2 separate regions of the Bicyclus anynana genome follow, and region 1 is linked to region 2. A link is a contact called in public Hi-C data. All regions are on one chromosome and are shown on one strand. Each heading gives the region's core, a stretch centred on a gene start, on an enhancer-like site or on the middle of the called end of the contact. The rest is flanking DNA. Distances are from core to core; before and after follow the strand shown.

Region 1 (3,542 bases), core at 52-2,551, 65 kb after region 2:
TCCGCATTGGGCCAGCGTGGTGGACTATTGGCCTAACCCCTCTCATTCTGAGAGGAGACTCGAGCTCAGCAGTGAGCCGAATATGGGTTGATGACGACGACGATATTGTTTAAGGTATACTTGGCCGATTTTAAGATAAACTTCAATAGTATTTGGTATCAGAAATTTAAGATGCGATAACCTCTATTCAATTTAAACATTGCGTCGATTGAAGTGATTCAGGCCGTATTAGAAAGGAGATAGAAGGACGTGGGAATATAATTGCTATAATTATAGAAATATGTATTATTAATACAGCACATGCGTCGTTGTATGTAATAAGTATCGTGACATTATCATTGAGTCAAGTTGTATAATGACCTATTCAATACACATACTTTGCATTCTGTTTTCTGCTATTTTATTTATAAGTAACGCGATTCATTTCATTGTTAGACAAAATTACTTTAAAATAAATTTCACGATATAATATTATGTGTACAAGTAGCATACGACTAAAGATTTTATAATAGAGATATGCAGTGGCGAGCACAAGGTATGCACTATAAGTGCAAAAAAGGTATGCACTATAAGTAAAAAAACATAAATTACCTAACACGTCAAAACCTAGGCGAACAAAAGGGGTTAATTGTCTTAGTAAACGACGAAAGTTATTTAATACCCAAATATTGTCTACAATATCGAGTTGTGTTTAGGAAGTGTAAAAACTATATACACCTACATAAATATATCATGAAATTAAACACAAAATTGTATATGTGTGCGCTCAGTGGAGTAGGTAACTAAATTCGGTTCACTTTTTGCGATGATTTTATAAAATGTCGTTAGATACGACATTCATAATAATGTCGTATACCTATGTATATCGGTGTCTAATAAATTGCTTTGATTCTACTACATTATAATGTATTGATGCCTGTTATTTCTAACTTTAAATGACTACCTGCCATTGAATATAATGTTTATTTTGACATTTTTGTTTCTCAGGCTGCCAATAACAACGGAGAATACGCGACTCGAAGCCTACCTCGAGTGAGAATAGATGGAGGCAACACAGCCGGTAACGGAGTCCGGTTACGATGCTGGGCTGCACCGCCTTCTATTACAGAAGAAGAAGCCGAAGATGATATCGAAGAAGATGCCATTTCATTACGGGCTTTACCGTCGCAAGGTAAGCTTACATTTAAAAGCAACGGTATTTTAAATTGTTCTAGCGCCATCTAGCGTTGAATAGTGGTACTACGCTAAGCTGCGATGTTGACTGAATATTGTAAGTGCGCCATCTGTAGAGTATGTTGAATTGTTATTTTTTGACACTAGATGTCGCGTGTGTTTGAAGTGTATCTACTACACCCTAGATGGCTTTTATTGTAAATAAAAAGTAAAATTTTTAGACAAATAATGTAAACTTCTTAATTACTGTGTCTATGATGAATAAGTCATTCTTTTTTTGAATATTATTTTTATTTTAGAATCTTTTTTTACATTGTTGTAATAGGTAATTAATTTTTACATTGCATTTAGTTAATTCGTTTTTTTTTCTAGTAAACATGGTTTTCTAGTAAAAGTGGGTCATTAGTCACAGTCCATTACATGCATTTCTTTACAACTGTTGACGTTTTTTATACTGTTTATGAGTTTAGAATAAAATTATGTCGCAAGACAGGGTTGAAACAGGGGTTTTGTCGAGAATATAAGTTAAAAAAAAATCAATAGTAAATGAAATTAAACATAGGTAGGATACCTATTCATTAAGTTATTAAGATAATAGAAGAATACGAAGAAGTACTAGATTTTGAAGAATATTACAGGTACAGTACTTGGGCCGCGGTATAGGTTTGCGGGCTAGATCCTCATCGATTCCCCCACAGATTTTAATAATAGGTAAAGTGAATAACTTCTAATAAATATTTTAATTATGTTTTTTTTAATGTTTTTAGTTACTAATTAAAAATAATAACGATTATTTTGTGTCAGCCCTAAAGTAAATGACAATTGATGTGGAGTGACGCTTGTGCACCCATCCGCTACAAATCGATTAGAGTGAGTTTACGCCCCGGCCGCATACTTACGACTGTTTGTCTGTTCCTATTACGGATGTCCAGATTATTTTTAAAATTCCTTACGAAAGGTGACTTGATGTCAACTTGGAAACTTTGTATCTATGGATTATTTTAAAGATATGACTAAAACATACTTGCTTGAAACACAATTCATATTTTTTAGTGAGTTATAAAAATATAATAGTAGTCTTAAAAATAAGCTATTATAACGAGGCACTAGAAACTCATAATGAATATTTTATACCGTAACTAGCTGACGCCGCGCGGTTTCACCCGCGTGGTTCCCGTTCCTGTAGGAATACGGAGATAATATATAGCTTATAGCCTTCCTCGATAAATGGGCTATCTAACACTGAAAGAATTTTTCAAATCGGACCAGTAGTTCCTGAAATTAGCGCGTTCAATTGAACAAACAAACTCTTTAGCTTTATAATATTAGTATAGATTTTATGCAAAAGCTTTATCGGCCAATGAGCCAGCTATAAGAAAGCCATAATGGCGATAACTCTAACACAATTGGGTCAGCGTGGTGGACTATTGGCTTAACCCATCTCATTTCTGTAAGGAGACTCGTGCTCAGCAGTGAGCCGAATATGGGTTGATAATGAGAAACGTTTGGATAACAAGAAATTGATTGAAAGATTGGAGTGGATTTTTAGGGTTTCGCAGTCCACAAGGAACCCGCCATGTTTTGCCATGTCCGTCTGTCTGTCCGCGGTTTAGCAAAGAGACTATTACTACTAGAAAGCTGTAAATTAACATGAGTATGTACAATAATAATGTGAACAAAGTTTTTTTTTAATTTGATGTGGTAGATATCTATTACCTAAACTAAACAACATATTTAGTATTAATACAGTTAGTTTTTAGCTATAATACTTAGTCAAAATACAGATAAAATAGGTAATACATCTAGCGTCTAAAAGGTTATCGTACGTTTGCCGGTAACATTTATTGATTTCAAAATGGTCTAAAAATAAAAAAAAAAACAAATTTATGATTAAAATAAATTGAATTATCTATGGACGGTACGCTCAATAAAGCGCATTTCAGAAGCAATACAGTTTTCATAGTCTGCCGGCCGCCGCCCTTCGCTCGTCTGGCGCAATCGAGCTAAAATGGACACAATTAGGGTCCGGCGATTTTAATTGACATTGCTCCCTTGACGGTGTGACATTTAATCCCCTTTGCGATAAAACAACTAAAGTGTTAACGCGTAGCATATTTAAAAAAAGACAATAAAAATGTCACCTGATTTTGCTTTAGTCCATCGTTTACATGAAAAAATATGTTTTTTTTTATTTATATTAGACTTGCGCTTGACTACAATCATGCCTGGTGGAAAGTATGATGAGGTCTAGGTTGGAGCGCGCTTGCCTAGAAAATGCCTATTCGCTCTTGTCTTGAAGGTGCACAAATCATAAGTGTTAGGAAACACAGAAGCCGGAAGGGCATTCCACATCTTCGCTGTTCTTATTA
Region 2 (3,762 bases), core at 990-3,489:
ACTAGAGGTCGAAACGCGAGCTATACCTACGCACTATCTTCTACCTATCTTCCTATCTTACTACCTATCTACCTATCTTAACTGTGCAATTTTTTTTTCGTGTTGAGTAAGTGCCGATGGCTCCATGTGGGACCACTACGGCGTCACCGTACGTGTTTGGGCGAGCGCAGAAGCATCGCCTGATGAGACCCGAAGGCTGAAATAAAGATAGAGGACGGAACGGCTCTCTAAGGGCGTCTCCTATGAGACTCGGATCTCGCTTAGAGGGCCATTCGGGAAGGTGTAACCGTGATCTGAGTGAATCAGTCCGGACGCCCCCGAGATCGTGAGTTAGAAAACCCACGTCCGGGTGACGTTAGATATCGGGGACCTCGTCTTCGCCGGCGAAGACGCTGTGTTGCTTGTGATTGTGTTGCCCGGGAACCATTGTCATGTCATCGTCTGGATCGTAAAGGACGTTTTTGGGACGCCTCTGCTTGAAGTTAGTGTTAAGGTTGGGAGTGTAGTTGCAGGCCTCAACCACTAGTTGGTTGGGATGGATGGCAGCTCTGTCGAAATAGTTTCGAGAGAGCTGTTTCATGTAACTAGCTCCTCTGCTAACGGTATCGAAGCGGTACGGTGCGGTGTTCGAGCCTCACAGATACGCACCGGATGGGCGAGGACCATAGACTATGGTGAGGACTGTGGAGCGAAGGAAGGACGCCTCATGTCCTGCTGTAAAACTGCCGAACGCGGTGCCTTCGCCAAAACAGTGTGTTGTGATCTCATTGTAATTCGATGCACATACGTCTCGCTTTGAATATATTTGAATGTGAATATTTAAAAGCTACTGAATTAGTAAAACGTAAATTCATTAGCTGTCTTAAATAATAAATCTTTATTTGTAAATAAATCTTATCATAGTAATAAAATATATGAAGCATATAGGTATATAGGTATTTCGTGTAGGTAGGTAACTCGAAGTTTGTAATATAAACTAAATATATGTACTTAAATTAAGGGTATAGCCCAGTGGATATGACTTTTACCTCCGATTCCGGAGGGTGTGGGTTCGAATTAGGTCCGGGGCATGCACCTCCAACTTTTCAGTTAAGTGCATTTTAAGAAATTAAGTATCACGTGTCTGAAACGTGGAAGGAAAAACATTGTGAGGAAACCTGAATACCAGAGAATTTTCTTAAATTTCTGCGAAAAAGTCTGCCCATCCGCATTGGGCCAGCGTGGTGAACTATCGGTCTAACCACTCTCATCCTGAGAGTAGACTCGAGCTCAGCTGTGAGCCGAATATGGGTTGATAATGATGAAATTAAGCGTATTAAGTATGTACCTACTGATTTATTTAAATTGTCTGGGTACCTAGGTACATACCTAAGTGTAGAAAACTAATTTCAGTTTACCTAATTAAATATTTAATTAATTATTTAAATCATTTAAAAAGAAGATAATTGTATGAAATAACGTAGCTGTCTTACTACTAATGACCTTAGGAGTTAGGCCGCATTTAATACCTAGTTAAGAATCCTTATTTAGATGATGGTTAGTGTTGTAGTTAATTAGTGACCGTTATGGGTACATCTCATAGCTTAGACCATTCTTTTTAATGGTCTAAGTCTCATAGCGACATTAAGGCCATAAATATATTTACAAAATCGTTTCCGAGCCAAATGTGGCAACCATAAACACTTGTCCTTACTAGAACACAATAGATTCCTATTCAATATGCATACACTTTTGAATTCTAACAGGTAGGTAATTGCTGATACCTACGTGCACAAATAGTGGAGTGACGGATCTACCTACATGCACCTGTGGGTTGAAAAAAGTAGGACTATGAAGGTTCAATTACGCACGCAAAGACGCAAAGCAAAAACTTTGCATGCATTGAAGTTAAATTAAAGACAAACTATGATAGTCATATTTTCAGAAATCATGTACCTATGTGTCAGAGAACACTAGGTATTAATTAATATAACATCAGCTCTTGTGCTCTTGCATCTGCCATCTGAATCATCATTCCTTCGGTTTCTTTCAATACAGACAGATTGTGATGATTAAAAATGTAATATATATTTCTGTGTTGTTTTCTTTCTTCATAATATTTTTTTCATCTTCATTTTCATTTCATTCATCAATTAGTATCTGTAATAGAATAAAATAATAGTAATGTCAGTACTACAGTACTTATATGTTATACATCTAGCGCCACCTATCGGTGATTAGAAATACTGTTATACGGATCGCGCAGTGTTTCAACTCGATCAACTAACTGATTATTCTACTTCACGCTAGATGGCACGCTTTGTATCTTTAGTTTCTACTTTTATTATTAGCTTTATTAACAATGTCGACATAGCTTTTTATTACTAGAACTAGAAAAAGACGTCTTACTAGACGTCTAATTAAAACTTTTTCTAATATTTAAATATTTATCAATTAATTATTTATCAATGTATTTAGGTAAATAAAATTGAAGTGTTTATCTTTGATTTCAAAATATCTGTGTTTTCTCAAATTCTGTTAGTAGCATAGGTAGGTACCTATTTACTCTATATCAAAACAAAAAAAATTGTCTGTCTGTCTGGGCTAATCTCTGAAACGACTGGACCAAGCGATACATGGATCTCGCGAAATTTCACGCGGACGAAGTCGCGGGCCTCCGGTACTATAAAAATGAATAACATGATCAAATGACCGAGTTCATTAACACCGCGAAAGCCTATGTCGGTGTCAGTGCCGGTGTGGGTGTCATTGTTAGTTAATTGCTGGCTGCAAGACGGCCGCAGAATAAATAACCCGGCAATTTTGCATCTCAGTTTCCGTCAGCTCCTACGCAGTAAGTAATCATCTGCTATTGAAAAATTAACCGAGCATGTAATAAAAAATTGATCCACGTCTTTATACTTAGTTATTAAAAGCTAGTAAAAGAAGGACCGATGACATCAAATGGGCAAAGAATTAGGAGCCGCTGGATGCTGGCGGCTCGAGACTTTGCAACTGTACGTTGTAGAGTCAACATCCCCTGAGGATGCTCCGGTTTCGGGGTGAAACGTACGTAGAGTATTTTGTCGGACCTGGGTGACGTTGTCGCATGGGTTCGTCGGCTTTTCGCGGATGATAGCAAAATAAATAAATCATTATATTATATTCATGATAGCCGCAAAGTAACGCCTGCTTCTATCCAATATTTAAACGAGACTGTTGTGTTTGGAAGTCATCGGCTGTTAAAGATGATGATGGTTCTATAAGATGGTTTGGGCACGCAGAGAGGATGAATGAAAAGATTATATCAAAAGGGAAAAGGTGAGGAAATGGAAGAAGGTCATGGCGAACGTTCCTGAACCAAATCGAGTACCTTGTATAGGTAGATGAGCTTTTATGAAAGCATTGATAAGAATGGAAGAAGCAAGGGAGGTAAGCAAGTACTGTAGCAAATGGGAGGATGTGGTCCCTGTTTACCCCTACGGTAATGAGGCGTGATGATAATGTAGGAATGAGCAGTGGCGTGCACAAAGTTTTAACAAGGGTAGGCTTCATACGTACAAATTTTAAAAATGTGTATACTACTAGCGAACGCTTGCGACTGTTTCCTGTGGGAAAATCGGGTTTCTTTAAATTTCTTTTCGACTGCAGACGTATTTTTTCTATACTAATATTATAAAGCTGAAGAGTTTGTTTGTTTGTTTGGTTGAACGTGCTCAACTCAGGAACTACTGGTCCGATTTGAAAAATTCTATCAGATTCTATTTGTAAAAGTCGGCTTGA

What was found. A called contact is a pair of places that touch in the nucleus more often than the background predicts.
Region 1: a Hi-C map of whole body shows a contact between it and region 2, with 7 times the contacts expected there. The contact joins two enhancer-like sites. A contact is called at or near these places in 2 of 2 Hi-C or Micro-C datasets (whole body and whole larva).

Annotation. Positions count from the first base shown.
Region 1 is chr4:14,073,065-14,076,606 of ilBicAnyn1.1, forward strand. LOC112054536 (ras GTPase-activating protein raskol) reads left to right here. Exons shown (of 19, transcript XM_052881290.1): 4 at 988-1,171. Among protein-coding and RNA genes, the nearest start is that of LOC112054536, 92 kb to the left of the region's middle. Within about 2 kb of position 1,302, at least 5 of the 8 cell types and tissues checked have open chromatin away from gene starts, as enhancers often do.
Region 2 is chr4:14,007,447-14,011,208 of ilBicAnyn1.1, forward strand. The region is part of intron 2 of LOC112054536 (ras GTPase-activating protein raskol); the gene reads left to right. Among protein-coding and RNA genes, the nearest start is that of LOC112054536, 27 kb to the left of the region's middle. Within about 2 kb of position 2,240, at least 7 of the 8 cell types and tissues checked have open chromatin away from gene starts, as enhancers often do.